3 separate regions of the Mus musculus genome follow, and regions 2 and 3 are each linked to region 1. Evidence: chromatin contacts called from public HiChIP or PLAC-seq and Micro-C data. All regions are on one chromosome and are shown on one strand. Each heading gives the region's core, a stretch centred on a gene start, on an enhancer-like site or on the middle of the called end of the contact. The rest is flanking DNA. Distances are from core to core; before and after follow the strand shown.

What was found. Hi-C and Micro-C count contacts between places; a contact is called where the count stands out from the background. HiChIP or PLAC-seq counts read pairs in DNA pulled down with a chosen protein or histone mark.
Region 2: a Micro-C map of embryonic stem cells shows a contact between it and region 1, with 3 times the contacts expected there. The contact joins the promoter of Dph3 here to the promoter of Slc18a3 in region 1. A contact is called at or near these places in 7 of 39 promoter capture datasets (the 3T3-L1 cell line, the HPC-7 cell line, embryonic stem cells and 4 more), 3 of 484 Hi-C or Micro-C datasets (cortical neurons and embryonic stem cells) and 5 of 115 datasets of contacts at active chromatin or transcription factors (embryonic stem cells and large pre-B cells).
Region 3: a contact with region 1 is called in an H3K4me3 HiChIP or PLAC-seq map of embryonic stem cells, with 10 read pairs. The contact joins the promoter of Ncoa4 here to the promoter of Slc18a3 in region 1. A contact is called at or near these places in 15 of 39 promoter capture datasets (the 3T3-L1 cell line, the C10 cell line, the SN4741 cell line and 11 more), 1 of 484 Hi-C or Micro-C datasets (embryonic stem cells), 6 of 115 datasets of contacts at active chromatin or transcription factors (bone marrow-derived dendritic cells, bone marrow-derived macrophages, embryonic forebrain and 2 more) and 2 of 9 other capture datasets (adipose tissue and pancreatic islet).

The regions. Positions count from the first base shown.
Region 1 is chr14:32,463,507-32,466,230 of GRCm38.p6, reverse strand. It overlaps Slc18a3 (solute carrier family 18 (vesicular monoamine), member 3), which reads left to right and starts at 1,381. Exons shown (of 1, transcript NM_021712.3): 1 at 1,381-2,724. The coding sequence starts at 1,807. Chat (choline acetyltransferase) reads left to right here and starts at 322. Exons shown (of 16, transcript NM_009891.2): 1 at 322-424.
Region 2 is chr14:32,084,320-32,087,043 of GRCm38.p6, reverse strand. Dph3 (diphthamine biosynthesis 3) reads left to right here and starts at 1,352. Exons shown (of 3, transcript NM_172254.4): 1 at 1,352-1,634; 2 at 2,063-2,137. The coding sequence starts at 1,527. It overlaps Oxnad1 (oxidoreductase NAD-binding domain containing 1), which reads right to left and starts at 1,316. Exons shown (of 8, transcript NM_145460.2): 1 at 991-1,316.
Region 3 is chr14:32,158,565-32,161,288 of GRCm38.p6, reverse strand. It overlaps Ncoa4 (nuclear receptor coactivator 4), which reads right to left and starts at 1,402. Exons shown (of 10, transcript NM_001033988.2): 1 at 1,279-1,402.

The DNA.
Region 1 (2,724 bases), core at 132-2,631:
CTGGAAGCCATCCTATTTGTCTGCCTCTGGAGCCCAGATCACGATGTCTCCTTCCCGGGTGGGAAGCCCAGTGGAAGAAGCTAAATCCGAGGCTAGCTTGGGATCTGAAGGCTCCTGTGATTCCGCAAGACAGGGAAAGTCCAATCTCAACGTCACCACCACCTCCAATCTCAGCTGACTGGCATCCTCTCTCCTTCCAGTCTGTGGACTGGAACTCGGGCCTCACGTGCCATCTAGGGTCAAAACTCTTCTGAGGACACACTGGGCCCAACGCATAGGCTGATCTGTTCAGCCTGTCGCCTGCAAATCAGGACGCTCAGCGTGTGCAGCCCTCCCGGAAGGAAGGTGAGCCTTCCTAAGCCTCTACTGACAGCAAAGCTGCAGAGGCCCTGCTGCGTGAGACCCAGAAGCTTCCACGCCACTTGTGAGCCCCACTCAAGACTTGGAGGCGGCCGGGGTGGGGGTGGGGTGAGGAAATGCAGAAAAGTGGGCGGAGGCTCTCAAGAGCAGAGGGAGGGTAAGGTCTGGAGAGAAGAGGGCCAGGGAGGAGTTAGAAAGAGGAGTGGGAGAGTAGAAAGGAAGGGAAAATAGGCGGAGCTGGGGGGGGGGGGGGGAGAGACCCGCGCCCGGAAAGCCGAAAAGGAGAGGCCAGGTAGGGGGAGGTCAAAAAGTGTTAGTTTTGACTTCCAGGACCCTGGGTGCAAAGAACGACTCCTCCTCTCAATACTCAAACCCTTAAAGACTGGAATTAGCTGCTAAGACTTTCTGCCTAAGGGCAGGTGGGTCGGAACCAGACCCTGAAGGCTCTGTACCTTCCCCCTCCCTTCCCGGAGGAGGGGATGAGACGGGCTGGGGGCGGGATTGAGGAAGGGGGTTGCTTGCGCTGTGCCTCTGGGTCCCGGCTGCGTGTTCCAGCTGCGAGAACAGATGGAGGCAGCGCGGCTCACCTCGGGGGCTCCGTGCCCGCTGTGCGCCGAAGTCCAGGCTGAGGAGGAGGTCTAGAGCCCCCGGCTCTCCCGTCTCCCACCAGGCTGCGGGGAACCGGCTGCCGCACCCCTCCTCCCAATTGGGGGAACCTCACCCCTATAGGTCCCAGAACTGGGGGAAACATAGGGCCGGTTCCTTCCACTGCTCACCCATCCCCAGGGGCTTGTCTAGGACTACAGCTCGCCAAGATCCCCTTCCCCTTGCTCCCAACCTGGAAACATCTCGGAAGCGGACCCCTGCCCGGACGCGCCCCGCCCCCGGCCCCCGGCCCCCGCCCCGACGACGTCCTATTAGCATGAGCGACGCCAGTGGCCCGGGCACCACTCGGGGGCCGAGACTCACCGCGTCATAGCCCCAAGTGGAGGGAGAAAAAAAAAAAAAAAGAGAGGCGGCGGTGGAGGAAGAGGCAAGAGCGGACGCGCGGGGAGGGCTGGAGAGACGGCGGGCGGCGGCAGCATGCCCCTGGGCGGGTGCACACGGCCTCTCTGCGCGGCAGGGGCTGCTCCTGCTCTCTCTGGGCACCGCGCGTCCAGTCTCCCGCCTCAGCCCCTCGGCTTGCCGGCCTCCGCGGTTGCATCCGAAACAGCGGCAACTGGTCCCTGGAGCATCTAAGAGCAGCGGCGCCGCGCGGGACAATCCTTGATTTTTTTTTTTTTTTCTCCTGAGCTCGGGGATATGAACCCCACAGCCACCTGAAGCACAGGGGGCGCTACGCGGCTAGGACCGCGCCCCCGAAGTACCGTACCCTAGCCTCTGCACTGCGGGACGCCGACACCCGACTCCGGTGGAGGCATCTTAGGAAGAGCAGCGGGTAGGGGCATGGAACCCACCGCGCCAACCGGTCAGGCCCGGGCGGCGGCCACCAAGCTGTCGGAAGCAGTGGGAGCCGCGCTACAAGAGCCCCAGAGGCAGCGGCGCCTGGTGCTGGTCATCGTGTGCGTTGCACTGTTACTGGACAACATGTTGTACATGGTCATCGTGCCCATTGTTCCCGACTATATCGCTCACATGCGCGGGGGCAGCGAGAGCCCTACCCTGATCTCTGAGGTGTGGGAACCCACCCTGCCGCCGCCCACTCTGGCTAATGCCAGCGCCTACTTGGCCAACACCTCGGCGTCCCCGACGGCTGCCGGGTCGGCTCGGTCAATCCTGCGGCCTCGCTACCCCACAGAAAGTGAAGATGTGAAGATAGGCGTGCTATTTGCCTCCAAGGCCATCCTGCAGCTTCTGGTGAACCCCTTAAGCGGGCCTTTCATTGATCGCATGAGCTACGACGTGCCGCTGCTTATTGGCCTGGGCGTCATGTTCGCCTCCACAGTCATGTTTGCCTTTGCAGAAGACTATGCCACGCTCTTCGCTGCGCGCAGTCTACAAGGCCTGGGCTCAGCCTTCGCGGACACGTCTGGCATTGCCATGATCGCCGACAAGTATCCCGAGGAGCCTGAGCGCAGTCGTGCTCTGGGCGTGGCGCTAGCCTTCATCAGCTTTGGAAGCCTAGTGGCGCCACCGTTTGGGGGCATCCTCTACGAGTTCGCGGGCAAGCGTGTACCCTTTCTAGTGCTCGCCGCCGTGTCGCTCTTCGACGCACTCCTACTCCTGGCGGTGGCTAAGCCTTTCTCAGCTGCGGCTCGGGCGCGGGCCAACCTGCCCGTGGGCACACCTATCCATCGCCTCATGCTAGACCCTTACATCGCTGTTGTAGCCGGAGCGCTCACAACTTGTAACATTCCCCTTGCG
Region 2 (2,724 bases), core at 103-2,602, 380 kb after region 1:
CCTGGGAAGTATTTATACCCATAAAGATAGAAGGCTTTCACTGCATTTCTCTTCTGCCCAGACAGGCTACAGCTAACCTGCAACAGGCTACAAAGATCTCCTAATTGCTATTTAGATCTTCAATTATGTTAAAAAAAAAAAAAAAAAAAGGAATGGAGATCTTTGAAACAACCTTCCATACACTTAAGTTCTGGGTTTTTTCCTCCCAAAGGCTTCTCTGCCCATAGGTTTTCACACTTCAAAAAGGCTTCAAAATATAGTGTCCTTTAAACATGCACAAAATTGGTAATTTATGCACACAACTGTACATACTTAAACACTGTTACAGAAATGTAAACTACATAAGTCATACATGACTGCTGAACTATTCATTCTCGTGCAAAAGAATGTTAGATTCCAAAGGATCTACTCTCAGAAGAGGATGTAAGAACCAAAGAATGTAATTTTCCAACCCCCAGAGCTCTTCAAGTCAAACTGGAATCCAGTTCTGCCATACTACTTTTCACTACACTGCACTCCTCCAGTGAGATGAGTAACTGCTTAGCACTACTCCAAAGTCCCTGGTTGTAACCGGAACAAGCCCAGCACGGCTCTCGGAACAACGTGCTTCTCAAAGAAGAGGCTGCACGCTGACGAAAATACCAGGAACACCATTCCTTTTACCGAGAACTAAAGTTCACATAAATAATTTGTTCCTGGGCTTTAGAGACAGCTAGGCTCATCGTTATGGCCTAGGTATGCAATCTTGGGCAAGATGCCCAGTCTCTAAATCTATGTTAAAGATGAATAAAATGGATTTTTGAACCTCAAGATCAAGTTTAACATATAGGTTGCCCACTAAAAACCCCAATAATTAAAAGCTACTGTGCCCACCACTGCAGTGAATATTTAAAATATGGCTAGAACTCGCCCCTGTCTTGCAGATCTTGGTTCTCTACAACACAACCGGGGTATCAGAAAGTGGCTGGGGTGAGAGAGGCAGTGATGTACCTGCAGGCAAGAACTCATAACAGGCCAAGAGTCACTCAGAGTTCAAGGTCGCCTGAAACGCAATTGCAGGAGCGCTGTGGGCCGAGAACTGGAGAGGACGCTGTGTGGCTCCCTGAGCCTCAATGATTCCCCCTTTCAAGAGGGCGTAGCCTCCGCCAATTCTTTTAATGTCCTCTGAAGTCAGCTATGGAGGACAAGACTCCACCTGCATAGAAAACTCGTTTATATCCCAAGCCCAAACTCCCCGGGCCCCGGACTGACGTAACCGCCATGAGAGGGAGCCCTTCACACTATTGGTCGCTGGCACCCAGTGGACGGAGAACTGCGCAACGCTGCTGCGCAGGAAGCACCATCTTTCCGGCGCTATCTCCATGGCGACCGCGACCGGGTCACCCTTTTGGCCGCGGCGGTAGAAGTTACGTCATCGCCTGTGCGTCCGGAAGTGACTGTTCCTGCGCCAGGGTGGACCGGGAAGACCGGGCCTTACCCTGCCTGGGCGCAGGTAGGCAAGCTGATGCGGTGCCGACCGGGTGACCATGGCGGTGTTTCACGACGAGGTGGAGATCGAGGACTTTCAATATGACGAGGACTCGGAGACATATTTCTACCCTTGCCCCTGTGGGGATAACTTTGCCATCACCAAGGTACTCTAAAGGGCCCGCCGGCGATCCCTCGAGCTTGCGCATTGTCGCTTCCGGTGTCCCTGGGAAGGCTCAGTTACCCACGTGTTCTTCCGAACCCCCGCCCCTAAAGTAGTAACCTAGGCTGTCTAGCATACAGGGTCGGGTTAAGGGCGCTGTTCTCCGTAGTCCCGCCCCTAAGTGTTTTTCTTTTTTTTCTATTTTTTTTTCCCCTGGGAGCTTCTTTGAAGAAGGGAACTTGATTTTGTACCCCAGGGTTTTGGAGGCGATCGAACCAATCTAATCTCCCTGTTTTTTTTTCCTAGATGACACTTGGGAGGAAAGTTCTTTGTGTTGTTACCCAACTAAAGACTTGCCCATAGACATAGGAGAGATTTATGGGAAGTTGACGAAAGGCTATGCTGACCATATGTTGTTTGATTGCGTTGTAGGAAGATTTGGAAAATGGAGAAGATGTGGCCACGTGTCCTAGCTGCTCACTCATTATAAAAGTGATTTATGACAAAGTAAGGGATATGTTAAAGGGGATGGGTGGTGTGAGCTAATGACAAGGGCCTAAAGGAGCCTGTCTGATAGAAAAGGGCGGAAGAGTGTTGGGTGTTGGTTTGTTTTTTGAGACAGGGACCTTAAGTAGCCCTGGCTATACTGGAACTCATGATGTGAACCAGGCTGGCCTTGAATTCACAGAGATCTGCCTTTTATGTAACTTATGATCACTTTGGAAAGGGCAATAAAGAAATTGCTTTGTAATGAAAATTGATGACTTAATCAGGAATGAAAAATTATGGTTATTTTAATTGATGTTCTTCCTTTTGACATTTCTCTTGTATTTAATATTTAGTTTGTTCAGAGCTCTAGGATATTTTTAGAAGATTGCATTTTATTGCTTGCCTAGCTTATGTACAGAATCTACCTTGTTTGAGATATAGTTCCTAGATGTAATGTTACAGTTCCATGTTCCTTTGTATCCATTAGGAATGGCAATAGAAAAGGGGTAAATATCTTTACTTCCCACCCAAAGCTCAGTTAGTGCTTTGGAGTCTAAGTACAGAATGTAACAGTCTAGAGGATAAATTCTAAAATGACTATAGGG
Region 3 (2,724 bases), core at 153-2,652, 300 kb after region 1:
GTACGTCTGTAAACCCAGCAGAGCCAACAGGATCCCTGCAGCCAGTCTCAAGCAAACTAAACAAACCAGGCTGGAGAGATGGCCCAGTGGTTATCAAAGGGCCAGAGTTCAGTTCTTAGGGCCCACATCAGGTGACTCACAATGGCTTGTAAGGGGATCTGACACTCTTCTTAAACAAACAAAAAAATCCACAGAGCAAATCAAGCGACCTGCTGAGCAGTACAAATTAGTCTCCTGTTTGTCACACAGGATGAAATTCTTTCCAATGTTCTAATGTACTTTAAAAGTTCAGAAACATCACAGTGGGATGCTAACGGAGAACCAACAGCCTTACCTGTCCCATACACACCCAGGGAAGTAACTCAAAAGGTCTATGACCATACTCCAAATTACCAAGTGGGTGGAAAGTCAAGTCCTTCCAAAAGGACGCCAGGGTGGCAGGCCCTTACCTACTAAACAACACTAGCAGGAGAGCTGTGTGCAGGAGGGTCAGATAACTCCAGCCCCTCTGACTTGTCATTCTTGAGCCATCCTCCCAAGTTCCAGCCTGTAGCACTTAAACCCATACTGTTCCCACCGCAAGGGCTAAGTCACATCAGGGCCGGGAGCACGTCCACTTCTTTACATTACTATATCCTCAGTACCCTAAGCATATAGCAAATGAACGCCCGAGCTATGAATTAATGATTCTGCAAGCTCTCTCTTCTCATCAGCTGAAGGGACGAATCAAACGATTTAAAGGGACTGCTGGGAGAAGGAAACGGATAGTGGGCCTCCAGAAGTCATTCCACCTTGCCAAACCACTAGGAATAGGGGCAAATGTGCACTGGGTCAGTAATGGAAACCAGGCCCGCCTGGGACCAGAGAAACAGGGCTGTCACCGCTATAAACCCAGAGGACAGTCAGGGCAATGTAGGGAAAGGGATGGAAGAGAAGCATTCAGGCTGCAATCGTGGCCCAGGAACGAAACATGTCGACAGGACAGAGGAGAGAAGACAGATCCAGCGCTTGGGCATGAAGGAAAAGTGGTAGCGTCGGGACGAGGGGAGGGAGAGGAGCTCTGGCCTGGCGCGACGCGGGGACTGGAGAGGCGATCACAGCAGACGTGACCTGGGGAAGGGAAGGGCCATTGGGCCCCGCGTGCAGGCAGGTGGGATGGTGGTCCCGGACCCGAGGGTCGGGAAGAATGGAGGGGAGGGCAGGACAGGCCACAGGCCGGAGCGAAGAAGGGCACAGGGCAGAAGAGGAAGCGCGCCCGCCGGCCACTCTCGTCCTTACCGGCTGGCAGCGCTCCTTCCGGTGATCCGAGCGGACCTTAGACCGACCCAGACACTTAGCCGTGGAAGGATCCGGACCCTGAAGACAGAGTTCTCGCGATAGGATGGCCTCCCTACCACGCTTCTCGGTAGTGTTCTGACAGTCTCGCGAGATTTCCTTCCGCGCCTGCGCAAAGTCTTCTTAGAGCTCAACGTGGAGGCATGCAGTAACACTCCCTGCCCTTAGTCTGGATCATTTTCGTGCCTATCAGTAAGTCTCTAATCCCAGCACTCCGGAGGCAGAGGCAGAGGCAGGCGGATTTCTGAGTTCGAGGACAGCCTGGTCTACAGAGTGAGTTCCAGGACAGCCAGGGCTACACAGAGAAACCCTGTCTTGAAAAAAAAAAAAAAAAGCACTTCCTGTTCTTGCAGAGGACCCAGTTTTGGTTCCCAGCCACCTACAGGATGGCTCACAACCACCCATACCTCCTGGTTCCAGTGCCTTCTGACCTCCAAGGGCACCAGGCGTGCACACGGTACAGATGTATATATGCAGGCAAAAAAGAGTCATGCAAATAAAGAAAATAAACTCTTTTTTTCCTCTGGGGTTTGTGGTGGTTTGAGTAAGAATGGCCCTCTCGGGCTCACGTGTTTGAATGCTTACTGATGAGAAGATGGCTCTACTTAGAGTGAGTGTCCTTGTTGGGGTGGGTGTGGCTTTGGGGGAGGAAGTATGTCACTGGGGGTTGGCTTTGAGGCTTCAGAAGTCCAAGCCAGGCTTAGTGGCTCACTCTTTCTTTCTGCTGCATGTGGATCTGGATGTAGTACTCTGAGCTACTTCTGCCTGCAGGCCACCCTGCTTTATGCCATGCTGATAATGGACAAAGCCTCTGAAATGGTAAAGATGGCCCAGGCAAATGCTTCCTTTTGTAAGAGTTGCCATGGTCATGGTGTCTCTTCACAGCAATAAAACAGTGACTAAGACAAGGCTGATGGGCTTTATAACTTAGGAAAAACATGCTACATTTTTTTTTAAATATTGAGTAAATAAATGTCAGAATTAATGTTACAGTTTCAAGTCAGTGTATTTTAGCTGGTCTGTATGCCACACCTAACTGACCCTAGAGCTAGGCCCCACCACCCACAGAAGTCCGGCTTCTGAGTTTCCTGTCAGACTGCGTGAGGTCTAGAGAGCCCCTTCTCCAGTATCTCTAACCTGTTCTAACCTTATGCAAACACAGTGTGATGTGGGGACTCGATAAAGAGGGGGTACCTAAGTAACTGGAAGGAAGGATAAATGAGAGTACCAGGGACAAAGAAGAAGTCTGGTTTCATCATGAACACACATGCTTTTTTCCATTGTAAAGCAGAAACAGATGGTTCTGAGCCACCATGTGGTTGCTGGGAACTCAGAACCTCTGGAAGAGCTTCGGGGCTCTTAACCACTGAACCACTTCTCTAGCCTAAA